Linked DNA regions of Mus musculus: region 2 is linked to region 1. A link is a contact called in public Hi-C data. All regions are on one chromosome and are shown on one strand. Each heading gives the region's core, a stretch centred on a gene start, on an enhancer-like site or on the middle of the called end of the contact. The rest is flanking DNA. Distances are from core to core; before and after follow the strand shown.

Region 1 (5,996 bases), core at 582-3,081:
ACATCAAATTAACACCCCACACAGGAACTTCAGGGTGGCTTTTTGTTTTGTTTTTTTGAGTTGCTGTGGCACACTCGGTGGCGCTGGCAGAGGTGGAGGTGCAAGAGGAACGTCTCCTAGGAGGAGGCGAGAAGTGCTGGGCCAACTTCTCTTTCCAAAATTGTATCTGTAAGTGATTTATAAGTGATGGCAGCTTTTGAAAGTTACTGAATCGTGTGGCTAAATAGAAAGGATCTGGTTGTACATGTTTGTACGAAAGTAGGAAACCCACGCAGGTCCGTGAAATGAACATGAGCCAAGGTTTAGAGCAGCAGTTCTCAACCTGTGGTTCTCCAGCCCTTCGGGGGCCACAGATCAGATGCCCTGCAGATCAGATGTCTACATTACAGTTCACAGCAGTAGCAAAATTACAGTTAGGGAGTAGCAACTAAACAGTGTTATGTTGGGGGTCGCCGAGACATGAGGAACTGTATTAATGGTCACAGCACTAGGAAACCTGAGACCCACAATTTAGAGTCATTCCTGAGAGCATCCTGTCTATATGGTGTCATTAAGGAAAGTCTTAGAACTGAACTTACCCTGAGCTCACAGCTAAGTTCCCTATTTTCCTTTATATCCCAGCTTTACGGTGAGATAGCCAAGTAGCAGCATCAGGTAAGGTCGCGGCGGCCTCCAATACCATAGTCCAACTTGCCCCTGACTGCACTGCTGTTCTACCACAGGGACTGGCCCGGTGAGTGCACTGACCCTCAGCAGCTGAGAGGGGTGGTTTCCTCTGTGACCCTACATTTTACCACAGCCTTGTGGGCTGTGAAGGTAACTCAGCTAGGGGCAGTCTCACCTCCCAGCAGGCACAGCGGGACACAGTACTTAAGACTGTTAGAACCTGGAGGGTCCTACTGGCCTCTGGTGGGTAGAGGTTCTTCAGTGTTCAGGGTGGCTTTCCCGCCAAAGAGTCGCTGCCCTTCACAGAGGCCTCACTGTCACTCTGGCTTTGTTTTTGTTTTTTTTTTGTTGTTGTTGTTTGTGGGTTTTTGTTTGCTAGTTGACTATTTTTGTCTGTACTGTGCTTTTGTGAAAAGTTCAGTAAGGGGCTGCCCTAGATGCAGTGTGACTAAGGGAACCTGAGACCCACAATGCTGTGGTGGAGGAAAGGACACTGGGCTGGATGGCAGTTAGCAGATAGGTGCTGTAAGTAGCTGCAGGACCTCTGGGGAGCTATGGGATTATTTTTCATTATTTTGCATGTGCATCTGAATGGGGGCATTTGCAAGTCTGTGCTGAGTGTTAAGTCAGAAACTACTGCATCATGGCCACTGCAGAGGTGTTCTGGGAGTCAGGAGAGGTTGGCAGTGGCCACATACAGATGTTCTGTTCAGCTTGTGCCTTAGAGCACCAGACACATATCCTTTACCTGTCTATCGTCAAATACTGGGCTAGCTCTGCAGCTGTCCTGGCACTTAAGACCATCTTATACGTTGAATCTGGACATCCAACCCCAAGCAGGTCCAACTTAATGAAAGATTGCTCCAGCCACCATTGCCGCTTCAGCAGGAGTCAGTCAGCATCGGTTCATTTGCACACATTGTAACCTGGATAAACACTGAGCTCTGATGCATGCACAAAGCAGGAAGGGCGCTGTAAAGGGCCTATTCTCCTCTAATTAAAGACCTAGAGATCAGAACTTAGAGAAGTGCCCCAGCCCGTGGTCTCTGTGACAGTTTAGGGACAGAGGTCTTCATAGTTCCCCTTACTCTCAGAGTATGTTCCTCCTGTGATCTCAGCAGGTCACAGGACAAGGGAGTGGAGGCCTGACCTAACCACATAGAAATCATGTGCTCTCTGTCCTAGTTACTGTCTCTGTTGCTGTGATAAACACCAGGACTGAAAACAGCCTGGAGAGGAAAGGGGTTGTTTCATCTCCTGGGTTTGTTACAACTTCCAAGTCACACTGCACCTCTGAGGGAGTCAGGGCAGGCACTAAAGGCAAGAGCAGAATCAGAGGCCATGGAGGAGTGCTGCTCACGGGCTTGCTCCTCATGGCTTGCTCAGCCTGCTTGCTCTCTTATGCTTTCCAGGGCCAAGAGGTAAGTAATGTAATGGTGGAGACCATCCCACATTAGTCATTAACAAGAACTACCACATAATCATAAATCAAGAAACTGTCTCACCTGCTTGCCCATAGGTCTATCTGAGGGAGGTGTTTTCTCATGAAATTTACCTCTTCCTGGATGACCCTGGCATGTGTCCAGCTGACACAAACTGACTAGAACACTCTTTTTAAAGGCTTCTTGTCACAAACTGAAGTGTCAAAAACTGGACAAAAGCCATTGTAAGTTCCTCCTGCAAACAATCTTCTCTGACATTGAGGGTACTGATGCTGAGTTGTTATCTCTGACACTGAGGGTACTGATGCTGAGCTGATGTCTCTGACACTGAGGGTACTGATACTGAGCTGATATCTCTGACACTGAGGGTACTGATGCTGAGTTGTTATCTCTGACACTGAGGGTACTGATGCTGAGCTGATGTCTCTGACACTGAGGGTACTGATGCTGAGCTGATATCTCTGACACTGAGGGTACTGATGCTGAGCTGATATCTCTGACACTGAGGGTACTGATGCTGAGCTGATATCTCTGACACTGAGGGTACTGATGCTGAGCTGATGTCTCTGACACTGAGGGTACTGATGCTGAGCTGGTATCTCTGAGACTGAGGGTACTGATGCTGAGCTGATGTCTCTGACACTGAGGGTACTGATGCTGAGCTGGTATCTCTGAGACTGAGGGTACTGATGCTGAGTTGTTATCTCTGACATTGAGGGTACTGGTGCTGAGCTGATATCTCTGACACTGAGGGTACTGATGCTGAGCTGATGTCTCTAACACTGAGGGTACTGGTGCTGAGCTGGTATCTCTGACACTGAGGGTACTGATGCTGAGCTGATATCTCACTAACAATAGAATAACTGATAAATGGATTATGTCTGGGAGCTTGAATTAAATTCTCTTGCCTCCCTTTGCCTGTGCCCCATGGTAGATGATTCTCACCCATACTTTTCTCCTCTGTAGAATGATACTGATGCTTACATAGTTGCTATGAGGATTAAGTGAGACAATGCACAGCTAACTTTGTTTTTTTTTTTTAATTTAAAGATCTATATAGAGTGCTGTAATATTTTTATTTTCTAAGAAAACATCACTCTCCTCACAAACCTCTCACTATTTCTGGAAGAATTTATATTTGCATATCTAAAATTAAAAAATCCCAAAATAAAAATCAGCCTTCTGTAGTCCCCGCTCTTCTCTCTCGCTGCTGGCTGGCGAGCACCTGTCTACAGGCCAGCGCCTGGAGGGCTTCCGAGGGAGCCAGCACATTGAGCTGCTGGAGGGGTGCTGAGGGAGCGGATTGTATTGAGCTGCTTCTTGTGCTGGTTGCTTATTAGCAAAGGCGGAGGATGTAAAAAAGTATTGATAACTGTTGCTCAGGGTCAATGCATACAGTCGAGTCTAGAAGTCTTTGAACAGTCAGTGTTGAGTGGACTCTGGAAGACAGCCAAGGCTGTCCCTCCCTCCCACCCCCAAGGGCTTTCTATAAAGTTTTATGGGTCATTTTGTTAGATCTGAAATACTCAGTAACATGGTCTCCCTGCTTTATAAAACTGGCTACTGGGCTAGTGAGCTTTGGCTTTGTGTGTGAATTACTATCACCGGACAGTATTTCTTGCTAATGTACTGAGTTCTTTTCATATTATATTGGAGCTTGTACCTGACCCCTGATGACTGGGTTTCTTTTTTTTTTTTCTTAAGATTTATTTATCATATATATATATATATATATATATATATATATATATATATATGAGTACAGTGTAGCTGCCCTCAGACACAGCAGAAGAGGGCATCAGATCCCATAACAGATGGTTGTGAGCCACCATGTGGTTGCTGGGAATTGAACTCAGGACCTCTGGAAGAGCAGTCAGTGCTCTTAACTGCTGAGTCATCTCTCCAGACCATGACTGGGTTTCTCACAGTGTAGTAAATGTTCATCCAGTTGTTAAGAAATGCTATTGTGAAGCCAGGCGTGGTGGCGCATGCCTTTAATCCCAGCACTTGGGAGGCAGAGGCAGGTGGATTTCTGAGTTCGAGGCCAGCCTGGTCTACAGAGTGAGTTCCAGGACAGCCAGGGCTACACAGAGAAACTGTCTCGAAGAAAAAAAAAAGAAAAAAGAAAAGAAAGAAAGGGAAAGAAAAGAAATGCTATTGTGCATCAATGAGGCTTCAGGTTCTGTACACAGCACAGGGGAGATAGTGGATAAAATAAGAATTCAAGCCATCCCGGACAGAAGCTTTTCAGATTCTACATGGAAGAGGGAAATAGATAATTAAACAAAGATGTGTATCAGATGTGTTATGAGGAAAAGAAAAGCAGAATTAGAGATAGGAAGACCAATCCATAAACAGTATTAGAGATGGGGGATCAGTTCATAAACAGCATTAGAGATGGGAGGGGACCAATTCTTTTGCTTATCAAGTGAGTTCTGAGACTAAGATGCCAGTTTTCTGTGTAAAAGGAGAAAGTAAGTGCACGTGGCCACTGATCTCCTGGGACTGGAGTTAGAGATGGTTGTGCTGTGGGTGCTGGAAACTGAACGCTGGTCCTCAGCTGGAACAGCAAGTGCTCATCACCGCTGAGCCACCCTCCAGCCCCGGGAATGTGTATCCCTAGGAGGAACAACAATAGGAACTAACCAGTATCCCCAGAGCTCCCTATCCATCAACCAATGAAAACACATGGTGGGACTCGTGGCTCTAGCTGCATATGTAGCAGAGAATGGCCTAATGGGTCATCAATGGGAGGAGAGGCCCTTGGTCCTGTGAAGGTTCTATGCCCCAGTATAGGGGAATGCCAGGGCCAGGAAGAGAGAGTGGGTGGATTGGGGAGCAGGGGGAGGGGAGGAGGGGATAGGGAGTTTTCAGAGGGGAAACCAGGAAAGGGGATAACATTTGAAATGTAAATTAACAAAATATCTAATGAGAGAGAGAGAGAGAGAGAGAGAGAGAGAGGGAGAGAGAGAGAGAGAGAGAGAGAGAGAGAGAGAGAGAGAGAGAGAGAGAGAGAGAATATGAATGAATAGAGTAAGGGGTCGGGGTGGGGGGGCTTCCAAATAGGGAAATAGATCAATTCTTATACCAGAAGGTAATGCTCCATGCTTAATCCTCACATGGAAATAAATGAGAAGAACATTTCTTCTGAAAAATAAAAGAGAGAGAGAGAAGGTGTCACGTAGCCAAGCCTGACCTCAAAATTGCTCTTGTAGCCTAAGGACAATGTATTGTCTCATGTAATCTTCCTCCTCTTCCAAAGGAGGACCCTCATGACAGTATCTTACAGATCAGGGAACAGAGGGTTCAGAGGCAAAGCTTTCTGTGCGGAGACCCAGACAGAGCGCGACAGAGCAACAGAGCGTCCTCTGAACCAGCCACAGAACACAGCTGTGCGCCTGCGTACTGCGCACCAGTTTCTGCGCTCACCGTTCCTGACTTGATCGGTCATCCATGCGTTCTTTCCTAAAGCTGCACCCCTTCCTGACAGGGACTCTATTATTTTCTTCCAGTTTTAAAGTCTATACACACCAATTTTAAAGCAAACTTATTCTGATTATAGAAGTTGACGATATTGAAGGTGATTCTTTGCAAACCCAGTTTTGCTTAACCAGTGTCTATCTTGGTCATCACTTTGACCTCACGGAGTATGGTAAGCATCCAGTGACCCCTTCTTGACCTCGGGTGCCTCAGGAACTATAGCGCTGTTTAAACCCCTGTGGTTTAAAGTGACAGAAAAGTAGCGAATGTGAGATGAGGGCTTGTGAGGTTTTGTGTAGCTGAATGCTCTCTTTGTAAAGTGTTTGCACAGGTGCTGTGACTTTTAAAAGTCAGAATTTAGGCTGGGCTTGGTGGCATACGCCTTTAATCCCAGTACTCAGGAGGCAG
Region 2 (5,421 bases), core at 1,092-3,591, 170 kb after region 1:
CTTGCAAAGTAGCCAGACTTAGTTCTAATGCCTCCCAAGAGCTGAGAGCTTTCGAGGAACATAAGAAAGGACAAGAGGGCACAGGGTTGGAGGCGGGGCCAGGAACTCAATTTTTGTAATTTCCCAATATATGGAAAACATCCCCTTTTCTGAATTCCTCGTTCTCTCTAGCCCCCTGCCACTCTTCCTCTCACGGCTGTGATGAACACTGGTTATAGACACATGAGGTATCTTTAAAGACCAATAAAATCGTGCTCTTGAATCAAAGACATCTCCCTCCTACATTCCGTTGAAAGGATCCAACATCCAAAGAAACAATGAGGGTGGTGGGACAGTGGAATCAATGAATTCCTCAGCATGCTTGAGGCTAAGTTCGTCTGTCAAGGGCCACAATGATAACTTCGCCTCGTCATTCCATAGCGTTCATCTAGCCAGAACGCAGTGGCAGTGGCTAAGATGTTGAGATCTGCCTGTGAAATGTTTGGGCTTGGATCTGGGGACATTAGGCACGCTAGACCTTTGAGACTTTGGTAAAGTCACGCCACCATTCTCTGCCTTGGTTTCCTCATATATAATCTGGAGATTATCAGCAGTTCTGTGATTGTGGAGCACTTTGGGCACACGCGGATGGTTTCTGGGGCCACCTCTAGAAGAGCGCAACCCTAATCTCCAACCTCCCCAAAGGCACATGTGTAGCCCTCACACGGTTCTCACCTCTTTCTAGGCTCGTGCCGCTCAGATCCAAGAGCTCCAGTGCCGCCAGGGGCCCACCGTCCACCCCCGCGAATGCCTCCTGGGCGATGTGGCCCAGCTCGCTGCAGGAGAGGTTGAGAAGCCGCAGCGCTGGGAAGCATGCAAAGGTCCGTGGCAGCAGCGCTCGCAGTGGGTTCCCGGCCAGCGCCAGCGAGCGCAGGCTGCTCCCCGAGGGCCCCGCGCAGGGCGGCAGCTCGGTCAGCAGGTTGTGACTGAGGTCGAGCTCACGCAGCTCGGCCAGCGTGTCACGGCCCCAGTGTAGCACGGAGATGCGGTTGTGGTGCAGCGTGAGTACGCGCAGCTCGGGCAGGCGGCCGAGCACAGGCTCGCTAAGGGCGCGCAGCAGGTTGTGGCTGCCATCGAGGCTGCGCAGCGTGCGCGGCAGGCAGCTAGGCAGGCTCTCCAGGCTGCGGTTCGCCAAGTTCAGAGTGGTGACTCCCGCGGCGGGGAGTCCTACACAGAGAGAGTCGGTAGGGTGGCGGTCGAGGCTGTCCCAGTCTCCCTGCTGAGTGAGTCGGAAGAGGGGGATCCGGTCCTGGGAGATCCTTTCCAGGCTCTGGCTCTGCGCCATCAGCAGTTGTAGCAGGAGCTGCAGCAGCTGCAGCATCAGCGTCCACCGCATGTCAAGTCTCTAGGGAAAGACTACAGAGGGCCCATGGTTTCAGAGGAAGCCCCGAACGAAAGGCACACAAAGTTCCTGTAGTGTGTGTGTGTGTCCGGGGAGGAAGTAACCCCCACCCTCATCCCCACCCTCACCCTCGTCCCCACCCCCACCTCGTTTCTGTCAGTGAGCAGGTGGAGACGAGCGTTTTCCTCATCTCTGGTGCAAGATCCATCACACACCTGCTTGTCCTTGCTTTTCCAGCAGGAGTCTTCCCTGTCTTTTCCATGCCTGGCCTGACTCTTCCAAGACCCCCGCCCTCATGCTTCCGTGTGCTCCTTCTCTGAGTTTTCGAGAGAAGGTTGTTTTCTCTTCCTCTGTAACACCCCCCCCCCCACTTCCCCCACCCCAGGTTAAGCAGCTTCGTTCTAACCGTGAACACATCCAGACTAAACCTCTGCTGAGATTAAAAGTATGGACTCAAGGAAGATTTAGTTGTACCTAGAAACCATCATCTGGCTAACTTTTCATAATACAAGGGTCCTGCCACTTCTGGTGTCTCTTTCTTAAGAGAAGCTCAGGGTTGCCTTCAGAAGAAGATAGGAGCCCTAGACACCCGCAAGATTTGGGATCCTGGTCCCAGATAGGTTCTAACAGAAGCCAGCACTGGGTGTCAGCCCTTTGCAGGAGGGATTGATTGCCCAGCCCTGTTAGCTGTGCAGGGCAGGAAGTCACTGTCTGATAGCCCACATTACTGCAGATTCCCACCCTGGCTCCCTGCTGAACACTGATATGAACAGTGAGCCACCATTAAGGCTCCTAGGGCAAGGCTCCCCTCTTAGTAGGGAGTTAAAGTGATGAGAACGTTGCTGGGAATTGGAGCCAGGTGCTAATGTATCCTGTAGTATGCCATACTTACCAGGCAGCTGTCCCAGTGGGATGTGGCGCGCCCTTTTAGGTCCTCAGTCTTTGGAATACTGTAGGAACCAGTGACCTCCCGGGTCAGCTCTGAATGTCAGAGGGAAGAAGCCAGGTTCCCGGCTGCCCCTCCTCCAGCTCCATCCAGGAGGAGCTTGAGACACTCCTGCCCCGAAGCCCCTCCTTCCCCACCAAGAATTCTGTTGTTTTCTATCCCCCTTCCTCCCTCTCGCCTCAGGCCTCTCTTTCCATAGACCTGGCATTCCCAGCTCCAGCCCCACCCCCACTCCTCCCCGTCCTCTTTCTTTGCTAAACTTCTCCCAAGCTTGAGAAAAGAAGCCAGCAGGAAGAGCAGTACTCAGTAAAGCAGCACGCTCACCTCACAGGAATCTTAGTCTCCCTTCTAGGTGATTCCAGCCATCCCAGGCCCACCAGGACGACTGGGAGCATGCTGGGCTATTGTCCTCAGTTCTTTGTATATAGACCCTGGGACCAGAGCCTCCAGTTTTTCCCCCTGTCAGCGCTTATCTTTGGGCATCTCTGAGAAGTCCCAGGAACCTTTCAAACTGGTCTGATGAGATTACTAGTCCCTGGTGGTTTCATTTGATGTCCTCTTTATGCAGTGTCTCAAAGATAAGTGTTTCGGTCTAGGCTGGCTGAGACCTGGTTAGAAGCATTCCTCGGCCTGAGCCAGGTTAAGGGGAGTCTGCTCAGTGCTCTCTGTAGGGAAGCGGCCAGGAGGTCTGGGTCCTGGCCCTGGTGGTAGAAACCCGACACCACTGGTTGATCAGGGAGGGAGGGATGGGTGAGAGGGAGGTGTAGAAGACCAGGAAAAGATGGAAAAGGGAAGGGGATGGAGACTGGCTCCTGTGGCCCAGCCATGAAATCCTCAATGCTTTGGACAGAGTTGCATACCCAAGAATCAAAGCCTCAGACTTCTCTCAATATTAAATATGCTCTGTTCATCCTGGTCAAGCCATTGCCTCCACTGAAGTCAGCATGGGTAGCTGATTTCAGTTGGAGACACCAGATAAGAAGGACCAGAACCCATTAAAATATAAGTACCCTGTTTAGATAGACCACAAGGAGGAAAAGACGTTGTCTTAGTCAGGGTCACTGCTAGATCCCAGGTTCATAAGCATTCTCTCATCGAATCTTCTCAAGGTACTGCCCACAATCCCATGATAAGGAAACCAAAGTCCCGAGTTGACTGGGCTCTGGAGCAGATGATGGGTGAGCCATCTGGGTATTCTGAACCAAAAGGTGTTCTGTTGCTCTCAGTGGACCCAGTGTATTTCCTCGTAAGATAACCGTTCTTAGCTACTCAGATAAATCCATATCACTTAAGACACTAAAATATTTAGAAAGTCTCCTTTTGTCTATGAGCTGACTTCTTGGGCATAGTAGGATGAGGAAGTGCCACTGTATGGCACTTGGGAGCTTTTCAGGGACACCGAAGAACTCTGTTGCAGTCCTTTCTCTTGTAGCACTGCAGGAGCATAGGAAAAGGTGACATACGTGTTTTACCATAGGAGGATGTTGCATGTAATGATTAAAAATCAATCCGGGGCGGGGGGTGGGGGTGGGGGGGTGGAGAGGTGGCTCAGCAGTTAAGAGCACCGACTGCTCTTCCAAAGGTCCTGAGTTCAAATCCCAGCAACCACACGTTGGCTCACAACCATCTATAATGAGATTGGATGCCCTCTTCTGGTGTGCCTGAAAACAGCTACAGTGTACTTACATATATAATAAATAAATTTTTAAAAAATATTTAAAAACCAACAAACAAACAATCCATGCTAATGCCAGCTATGCTCCAGTACCGCGGTCTCCCCTCCCCCAATGGGAGCTACAAGCTTCCGGCTTCCTTGTTTCCCTGCCTCTGAACTGCTCTATCTTCCCAGCCACTCACCTCCTGTGGCTAGCTGTCACAAATCCCTGTAACCCAGTAAAATAAAAATTCCAGAGGTTTGTAATTTATCAGTCAGATTTATAACTAAATTCTTAACTCATAGAACGCCCACTCAAAGAACTCAAAACTCGGTTGATAATGATATAAGCTGTCCATCTAGATTGGACAAATTGTCCTATATTATTCTATTAACTATCTGTGGCTCTTTCAAGCCACCTGGAACCTGTTTATCCTCTTCCTCTATCCTTCTCTGTCCTTCCTGTCTGTCCCCTGTCTCCCCACCCCCCAAACTCTTAGCCCTGCCTTCCTTTTTCATTGCCCAATCACAGACTCTAGTCTTATCTTTCACCTGCCCTCCTATAGACAGTAATCCACAGGAGGATGCTAAAGTCCTATGACAAAGTCCTGGGACCACGAAGTATGTGTTTTTCAAATATCTATCACATCCTTCCCCTGATGTGGAGCAGGAACTCTTACCCTGCTGGAGTGTCTCTCCTTTGAGCAACTAGTCTCTTACTCAGCCTCCTCTCTACTTGATGTTTTCCTCAGGAAACCTTTAACTAAGGGCTCAAGTGCAGGGAGTTTATTTGGGGGGTGATCTGAGAAAGCTCAGAGAGTCTGATAGTAATGAGCTGGTGCTGCTATGAAAAGAAAGACTTAGTTAAGCCGGGCATGGTGGCGCACGCCTTTGATCCCAGCCCTCGGGAGGCAGAGGCAGGCGGATTTCTGAGTTCGAGGCCAGCCTGGTCTACAAAGTGAGTTCCAGGACAGCCAGGGCTATACAGAGAAACCCTGTCTCAAAAAAACAAAACAAAACAAAACAAAACAAAACAAAAAATGACTTAGTTATGCGGTAGACTCTCTGGGGGAATGTATCTATCTACTGTTGAGGAATATAGCATTCACACTTTGCTTCTGTATTCTGCTGGTCCCAGGGTTCTTAGTGCTGCAGCTCCCAGACATAGCTGGCTTCTTCTGACATGGAGGGAGTCACTCCAAGGAGGCCCACCTGCTATGGGTAAGTGCTGGGTGTGCCTGGCACCTGGGGAAAATGACGAATGAATGGAGAAAGGCATGATGGGGTCATGGTTGGCCCTAGTGTTGAGATGGTTAAGGAGAAAGTGGAGATGGGGAGGGGACTTATGTAGAAATAGAAAATTGAATCACCATGGGTCTAGAGAGCTTGCTCAGTGGTTTAGAGCACTTACCATCACAGCATATCTAGGTTTGGTTTCTA

Evidence for each region. Hi-C and Micro-C count contacts between places; a contact is called where the count stands out from the background.
Region 2: a contact with region 1 is called in a Hi-C map of the HPC-7 cell line, with 3 times the contacts expected there. The contact joins the promoter of Lrrn4 here to the enhancer-like site in region 1. A contact is called at or near these places in 4 of 39 promoter capture datasets (embryonic stem cells and liver), 3 of 484 Hi-C or Micro-C datasets (the C2C12 cell line, the HPC-7 cell line and liver) and 2 of 115 datasets of contacts at active chromatin or transcription factors (embryonic stem cells and large pre-B cells).

The regions. Positions count from the first base shown.
Region 1 is chr2:132,708,895-132,714,890 of GRCm38.p6, forward strand. All of the region lies in intron 2 of Shld1 (shieldin complex subunit 1), which reads left to right. The region is part of intron 2 of Gm52525 (a long non-coding RNA gene); the gene reads right to left. Among named protein-coding and RNA genes, the nearest start is that of Gm22245, 5.2 kb to the right of the region's middle. Within about 2 kb of position 1,832, at least 43 of the 459 cell types and tissues checked have an H3K27ac peak or open chromatin away from gene starts, as enhancers often do. A contact at or near this core is called in the HPC-7 cell line, where this site is marked.
Region 2 is chr2:132,878,521-132,883,941 of GRCm38.p6, forward strand. Lrrn4 (leucine rich repeat neuronal 4) reads right to left here and starts at 2,342. Exons shown (of 5, transcript NM_177303.4): 1 at 2,274-2,342; 2 at 715-1,395. The coding sequence starts at 1,375.